2 separate regions of the Mus musculus genome follow, and region 2 is linked to region 1. A link is a contact called in public HiChIP or PLAC-seq data. All regions are on one chromosome and are shown on one strand. The core of a region is the stretch at or near the end of the contact, and the rest is flanking DNA. Distances in the headings are between cores, read along the strand shown. Region 1 holds the start of Inpp4b (inositol polyphosphate-4-phosphatase, type II). Region 2 overlaps Inpp4b (inositol polyphosphate-4-phosphatase, type II).

What was found. HiChIP or PLAC-seq counts read pairs in DNA pulled down with a chosen protein or histone mark.
Region 2: a FOXA1 HiChIP or PLAC-seq map of pancreatic cancer cells shows a contact between it and region 1. The contact joins the enhancer-like site here to the promoter of Inpp4b in region 1. A contact is called at or near these places in 4 of 39 promoter capture datasets (the 3T3-L1 cell line, the HPC-7 cell line, HPC-7-derived erythroid cells and 2 more), 6 of 484 Hi-C or Micro-C datasets (CD4 T cells, Th1 cells, cerebellum and 2 more), 7 of 115 datasets of contacts at active chromatin or transcription factors (astrocytes, cardiomyocytes, effector CD8 T cells and 4 more) and 3 of 9 other capture datasets (adipose tissue, macrophages and pancreatic islet).

The regions. Positions count from the first base shown.
Region 1 is chr8:81,340,832-81,344,064 of GRCm38.p6, reverse strand. Inpp4b (inositol polyphosphate-4-phosphatase, type II) reads right to left here and starts at 1,503. Exons shown (of 25, transcript NM_001024617.3): 1 at 1,268-1,503. It overlaps Gm51582 (classical arabinogalactan protein 9-like), which reads left to right and starts at 1,412. Exons shown (of 2, transcript XM_030243908.1): 1 at 1,412-1,811. The coding sequence starts at 1,423.
Region 2 is chr8:81,865,577-81,868,809 of GRCm38.p6, reverse strand. The region is part of intron 8 of Inpp4b (inositol polyphosphate-4-phosphatase, type II); the gene reads right to left. Among named protein-coding and RNA genes, the nearest start is that of Gm25267, 290 kb to the left of the region's middle. Within about 2 kb of position 1,604, at least 62 of the 459 cell types and tissues checked have an H3K27ac peak or open chromatin away from gene starts, as enhancers often do. A contact at or near this core is called in pancreatic cancer cells, where this site is marked.

The DNA.
Region 1 (3,233 bases), core at 254-2,753:
TCATTTTGGAAAGAGCAAGGAAGCCAGAATCAGGAGAAAGAAAAACATAAAGTAAGATGAACAAAGAAGACATTCTACATCATTTAGACCAGCGTGACTGAATGTCCCGCAGGGTTTCCCTGGTAAGTTGACGCTGCAGGAACCACATAATCAACTGAGCATCCTTTCCCTTAACAAACCTCGGTCCCCTAACAGCACTGCTGCCTCTCTCTCCTCTGGGGTTTTTCCAATAAGTTTTGTGTGGCTGCAACTATCTCATCAATATGCACATCCCTACCTATAAAGCTTCTGTCTCCAAACAGAAACCTCTGGGTGTCCTCTGGGGCAGAAACCACCTCCCCTGAGGGAAGCAAAATCAAAGGTGGAGAGGGGCAAACACCGGTGCCTCTGGTTCTCGCATCACCTAGAGCTAGCCAGTTGCAAGCCTGAAAGTCCATACTAGCAGCAGGCTCCTGGGTTTGCTCAGGACCCTTGTCCTGCTAGAGGGGCCAGATAAGCTCAAGTAGGCTGTAGTGCAAATTTGAGACTCCAGAGGAGCCTCTCATCACCCACTCTTACTTTGAAGCCCTGATTTTCTAACTCTTTCTTGACTTCTCTTTGGGGTAGGTAGAACATGAAGGTAGCCTAGGGGTAACAGGCCTGACTTGGGGGGGTGGTGTTGGGGGGACGGAGAGGGCAGGAGTTGCTGAAGGTGGGGCTGGAGATAGCCATGAAAAGAGAGCTCTTTAGGCAACTGCAACCCCAGCATGCCTTCCTTGTTCTAAGGACCAGGACCACTTCCTCTGAAGCAGGAGACAGCCAGTGACTGGGACTAGGGTTGAGAAGCAGTCCCTAAGCACTCCAGGTCGCTGCAGCACCTTTTAAGAACAGCTCAAAGGGACCATAAGCTGGGCCAGAACTCAGTGTCACCTGGGAGTTGGAACTCATATGTGTGTGCGTGTGTGTGTGTGTGTGTGTGTGTGTGTGTGTGTGTGTGTGTGGTGTTCACCCCAGACCAAGCGAGCTCCACTAGACAGTAATCAGGGTCACAGGGGTACCACCAGCAGCCAGGGTCCCTGGGAAGCAAGGCTGAAGGGACGATCTTGGCTGCAAGCTGGGAAACTTGATAAGAAACACACCAGCTGTCTCTCAGGCAGGACGTACTCCCCACCACCACCACCCTGAACTGTCCGATGCGCACGACTACAGCCTATGGATTCACCCATCCTCACCCTCCGCACCCTGCAAAATTCCCTCCCGAGCCCCAGGATCCCAGGCAGGATGTTACCTCTTGCAGAGGCTGAGTAGGGGGCGATAGCAGCGGCAGACACTTTTCAGGATGACTTTCCTGCGTTCTCCAGTGAAAGCGTGTGCGCCCAAGCAGAAGCTGTAACCTGCTATTTATAGCGGCGAGCTCAGCACCCGGGGCTGGGAACCCGGAGGATGGTAGCGTGCAGGGCGCGGGCCGAGCCTCCCCGCTCCCCGCTCCCTGCTCTGGGCTGGCAGCTCACGCTCCGCCCGCCGCCCCGCAGCGCGCGCCCGGGAGAAGTTGCTCCTCGCCCGCAGCTCACACGCCCCCTGGCACTGTCGCCACGTCCCCACCCCCAACGCCCTGCCTCTCTTCCTCCTCGTCTTAGGCTCACTCCCTCGGAGCGGTCTCCTCCCAATGTCACCAACCAGCCACCAAAGAGGAACAGCAGCAGTCTCGCAACTGGTGCAGCTCGCCTCCCTGCCACAGATGGAGTTGGTGGCCCGACCGCACAGCTCGAAATGACCACAACACGCTGCTTCTGTTTACTGACACCCACCACTCAGACTCTGCTGTCTCTGGGGTCAGCTGCCAATCCTGGGGTGCGGGATCACAGGGGCGAAGCGCGCGGGGCGGGGGGGGGGGGGGGCAAGGCAATCACAATGCGACCCGGACAGGAGAAGAGACTGCAGAAGGCGGAAATGTAAAAGGATGTGAGAAGGTAGCTCAGACTAGTCCCCACTGACTGTCCCTGGGAGGAGGATTGGGCGTTAGAGGAGTGTGAAGCGCTGTCCCACGTTCTGGTGACTTCTGCGTGTCACGGTCCTGAGAACTGCTTCTCCCTTGCCAGTGTTTTCCCCTAGACCCAGACTGAGCAGACCTGGGCACAGGGGCAGCCCACAGCCACTCCCCACCTTGCAGAGTGCCTAAGTGTTCCCAACCACCAGGCTCATGCCTTTGACAGCCTGGTTGTGTGGAGACAATCCGCCCTCGGTGTGTTTGAGGTGTCAGAAAATTTTGGTGTGTAATCACGCTGTCTGGAAAGAGACTGAAACTCCCCCACTTCCTCGCGAACAAACCCGAGGGGTGAGGGGTAGTCTGGATAGTCCGGCCTGTGGGGGTGGGGCAAATGACTCTCTCCATCTGCGCCTTACAGGTGCCACCTGGCGGCTTTCCTAGAGAGGTTTTGTCCACTCTGCTCAGAGGTAATTCTTCTCAGAGCTTACCCACAAAGGCACACTAGTCCTTTTTCTTCCTTGCAACCCTTTAAACTGGCACTCTAAATAAAGTAAAAACGCGTGTACACAAGTGTGACATTTGTCACACAAAGAGCCTGGAATCTTAAAGTCAGTGAAATCAATTTGGGTTAAGGCAGTGCTTAACAGTATTACAGTATTACAAAATGGGAAGCTGTGTCTGCCCCCAGCTGTCACCCCTGCTGTCACTGCCTGAATCGAGACATCCATTTACTTCCCAAGTATTTGCTACTAGATATTATCTTTGTTGATGAGGGCAGGGAGTTTGATGGTTTAAATTTATGTGTGTGGGGGCGGGGTGCTAGTGGTGGTGTGAGGGTGTCTTTGGTTGGTTCCGTTGGTTGATTGGGTTGGTTGGTTGGTTGGTTGGTTGGTTGGTTTGGGTTGGTTGGTGGCTGAGTTGGTTAGTGGGTGGGTAATTGAGTGGGTGGGTGGATTGGTTAGGTTGCTTGTTTGATAGGTTGGTTGAGTTGGTTAAGTTGGTTGGTTAGCTGGTTTGGATGGTTAGTTTGGTTAGTTGATTGGTTTGGTTGGTTGCTTGGTTTGGCTGGTTGGTAAGTTGTTAGGATTGATTCCTTTGGTCAGTTAGCTAGCTTGAATGATTAGTTTGTTTGGCTAGTGGGTTAGTTTAGTTGGTTGGGTTGGTTAGTTGGCTGATAGGTTGGTTGAATTAGTTCTGTTGGTCGGTTGTCTGGTTTGGTTGGTTAGTTCATTTGATTAGTTTGTTAGTTGGTTAGTTCATTGGTTGG
Region 2 (3,233 bases), core at 355-2,854, 520 kb before region 1:
GGCAGGTTAAAAAAATTTTTTTAAATGGTGGGAAAGACTTGATCTTCCTCTGCTTCCTGATTATGGACACATAAACAGCTTCATCACGGTCTTCTCTCTTGCCTCCCCTAGTATGATGGTCTGTACTCTCAAATTGTAAAGCAATATAAGCTCTGCCTTAAGGTGTGTTTGCCATGTGCTTGATCACAGCACCAAAACAACAACAACAACAACAAAAACAAAAGCCTTTTTTTACACAGCTGTGAGCAGTGTGCGGGTCACACAAACTGTGTTCCTATCTACAGATTCGTGTCCATTTTCATCTGGATGACTATATTGTCAAATGCCGACACCTGTCTCAATTCTTGCCTTCTTTTAAGCACACCAATCTCTTTAACTGGGCTTCACTCCTCACAAGGTCTGTGAGCATCATTCTACAGACCTGAGTATCGCACCTGTTGCTTTCAGAGGTGGAGTCATTGTTATGCTTGGATTTTTACTAGCAACAAGAAAATGCATAGGACACACAGCAAGTGCATTGTCTGACGTTATTTAAAGAACTGTAGCAAAATCTTGCAACACTCATTTTAGTCTAGACCAACTACCATTCTAGCCACTACTTTGCTCTCTCAGAGTTCTGGAGGCTGTAGTGTGAACTTATAGTACCAGAGTGGCTAAATTCTGCAGGGGGCTCTCATTTGGCTTGCAGTTGGCTGCCTTCAGCTATGTCCTCACACAGGGAAAGGGAACAAGTTCTCAGCACCTCCTATGTGAATGCAAATCCCAGGAATCTCCCAGCCTATCAACCCATAAAGACCCCACGTTGCCTTCCACACATGGCATCTGTTGTGTCACACAACACTTGGAAGACTTCTCGCCAAGGAACCATTATTCAATGTTTGGTACACTTAGACTGTCTCACAGAGAATTTTGTACTCACGTAGACATTTATTATGTTTTACAAAATAATCAAATACAGAGTATATATCACTTTATACATATTGTTTATATGTGGTGAGAACATCAGATTATATAGGATATATAGATATCTGTCTTCTAACCACATAGTTATCCCTGAGAATCATGAGCTTAAGTAATAACTGCCCAAGAAGCAGAGTAGCCCAGAGCCCTTTGGAGTATCATTCTCTGATTTACTTCATTGTGAGGGCAGTGTATGACAAAGGCAAGAATGTATTAATCAGCCTAGGATCAATTAAATCCCATTTTTGAAAAAAGAGAAAAAAAAAACAAAACAAAACAGAAAGCAAATGTGGTCTAGGTTTTATGGAAATCTCAGATTGATGCTCCTAACCGTAATAGTGTGCAGTGTTCATTATAGACTGTGTAACAGGCACTATTACAATTGCATCACATTCAATATATCTAAAAATATAAACTACCTGATATTCTTAGCTCCAGTTACAGGCATTTTTTGTGAGACTTTCTGAGAACCCAAACTAGTGCCTCTGTTTCTCCATTCCTAAAACTTCTTTAAAGTAACCAACATGCCAGTCCTACAGTCTGCTGCAGAATCTCATGAGTCACATGGATGTGGTGACTGAACACAGATGACTCAAAAATTGAAGAGAAAACTCTCCCGGAGTGACTACTCATGTGTAATTATAACTCATTGCTTTGCTCTCCGCTTTCAGGCTCCCCCACGGCTGCATGAGTAACCTGAAGCCTCTGCTTAAAACCAATCCCAGTTAACATGTCTGGAAAGTTCTCTGATTCTTTCTGACTCACCTCCTTGCAGGAGGGCACAGGACAGAAAGGCTAGCTCTCTCTGAAGACAGAAGTGCAAGATGTAAAAATAGGAAAAACACATTTACAGAAAGGGCACATATTCCCATTTTTAGTCTCTCTGATCATAAAATTCAAATAAAATGTTGCCTCCTGTATTATTTTATATTCAGGACTGGGCATTTTGACATTCTAAGACTTCAAAGACATTGCAAAGATAATCTGTCAGGAACTACTACAATTCCATAATAAATATTATAAGATGAGCCAGATGTATTTTTACAATTTTCCTCATTCTACAGTCTTCATTTCACTTACAACTTTTGCCAATCTATTCTTCAAGTGACTTTGTAATGAAAAAACAAAAATAACAAAACATAGCCATTAAGTAGTATCTGATTCATGATGAAGGTTTCGGAGACAAAGATGACATGGGAGAAAAATTCCCTCCTTGTGATCAAATGATAAGCTCATTGACGTTAAACCTGGCACATGCATGTATAATTTAGCTCTCTTACTGGTGTTATTCTCGGAACTAGATAGGTTGGAGAATTTAAGCAAAGTAATTAGTTCCTGGTGACAGTAACTTCTTTCGTTAGAGTCTCAACTGATCCTTCCGTGCTCTTAAATGCCAATGCACTCATGCCCTGCAGAAATCCATCTGTACTGGAACTAGTGGCCAATCTCAGAAGCCAAGGCATTTAGTGTCTGTGGGCAATTTGCCCAACAACAACCTTAGGAGACCACTCTCCTATTTACCATGCAAGCCCCTGATAAATCTTCAATTTGATTTTAGATAAGAGAACAGCATTTTCCATGCAAATGTAATAAGTTCCAAATACTTTGACAAGTAACTCACTCATCTGACTACAGGCAAGGCTGACAGTAGACATCTCCCACTGTAGCATGGCATTGAGGAAAATAACCCTGTTATGGTGGTTTTAACTGTGTTTATTTACACATTTATTTATTTTGTGGTGCTGAGCAGTTGCCATGTGCCTGAATGTGGGTACAAATATCATGCCTGAGAAAGGACAGCTTGCTGGAACTGCTTCTCTCTTTCCAGCGTGTAGGCCCATAAAATCAAACTTAGGTTGTCAGGATTAGCAGCAAGCACCTTCACCTACTGAGCCAGATTCCTGGCCCCTTAGCTATGATTCTATTAGAAGCCAGTAAGATCGCATTCCACAACAGCAGTACTCACTGAATTCCAGTTAGTGAGTCAACACGGAGGTCCTGGACTCAAGAGGCTGTCAGAGGAAACAAGGTTTACAAAGGAAGGTCATTCCCCTGTGCTCCCAGCCTGTACTTTCAATCACTCTTACATGTGAATATTAAATAGGACAGATAATTAATCAACAGAAAATCCAAAGATAGCCTCATGGGAAACAGCTAAGAGCTGGTGACCTTCTTGTGACTGCTCAGACTCTTATTAGCTGGGCTGGATCATAAATGATGAGCTCAAAGGAAAGACAAGAAGGAAATCGTTGGTCAAAAGGAAATTGAGTCAA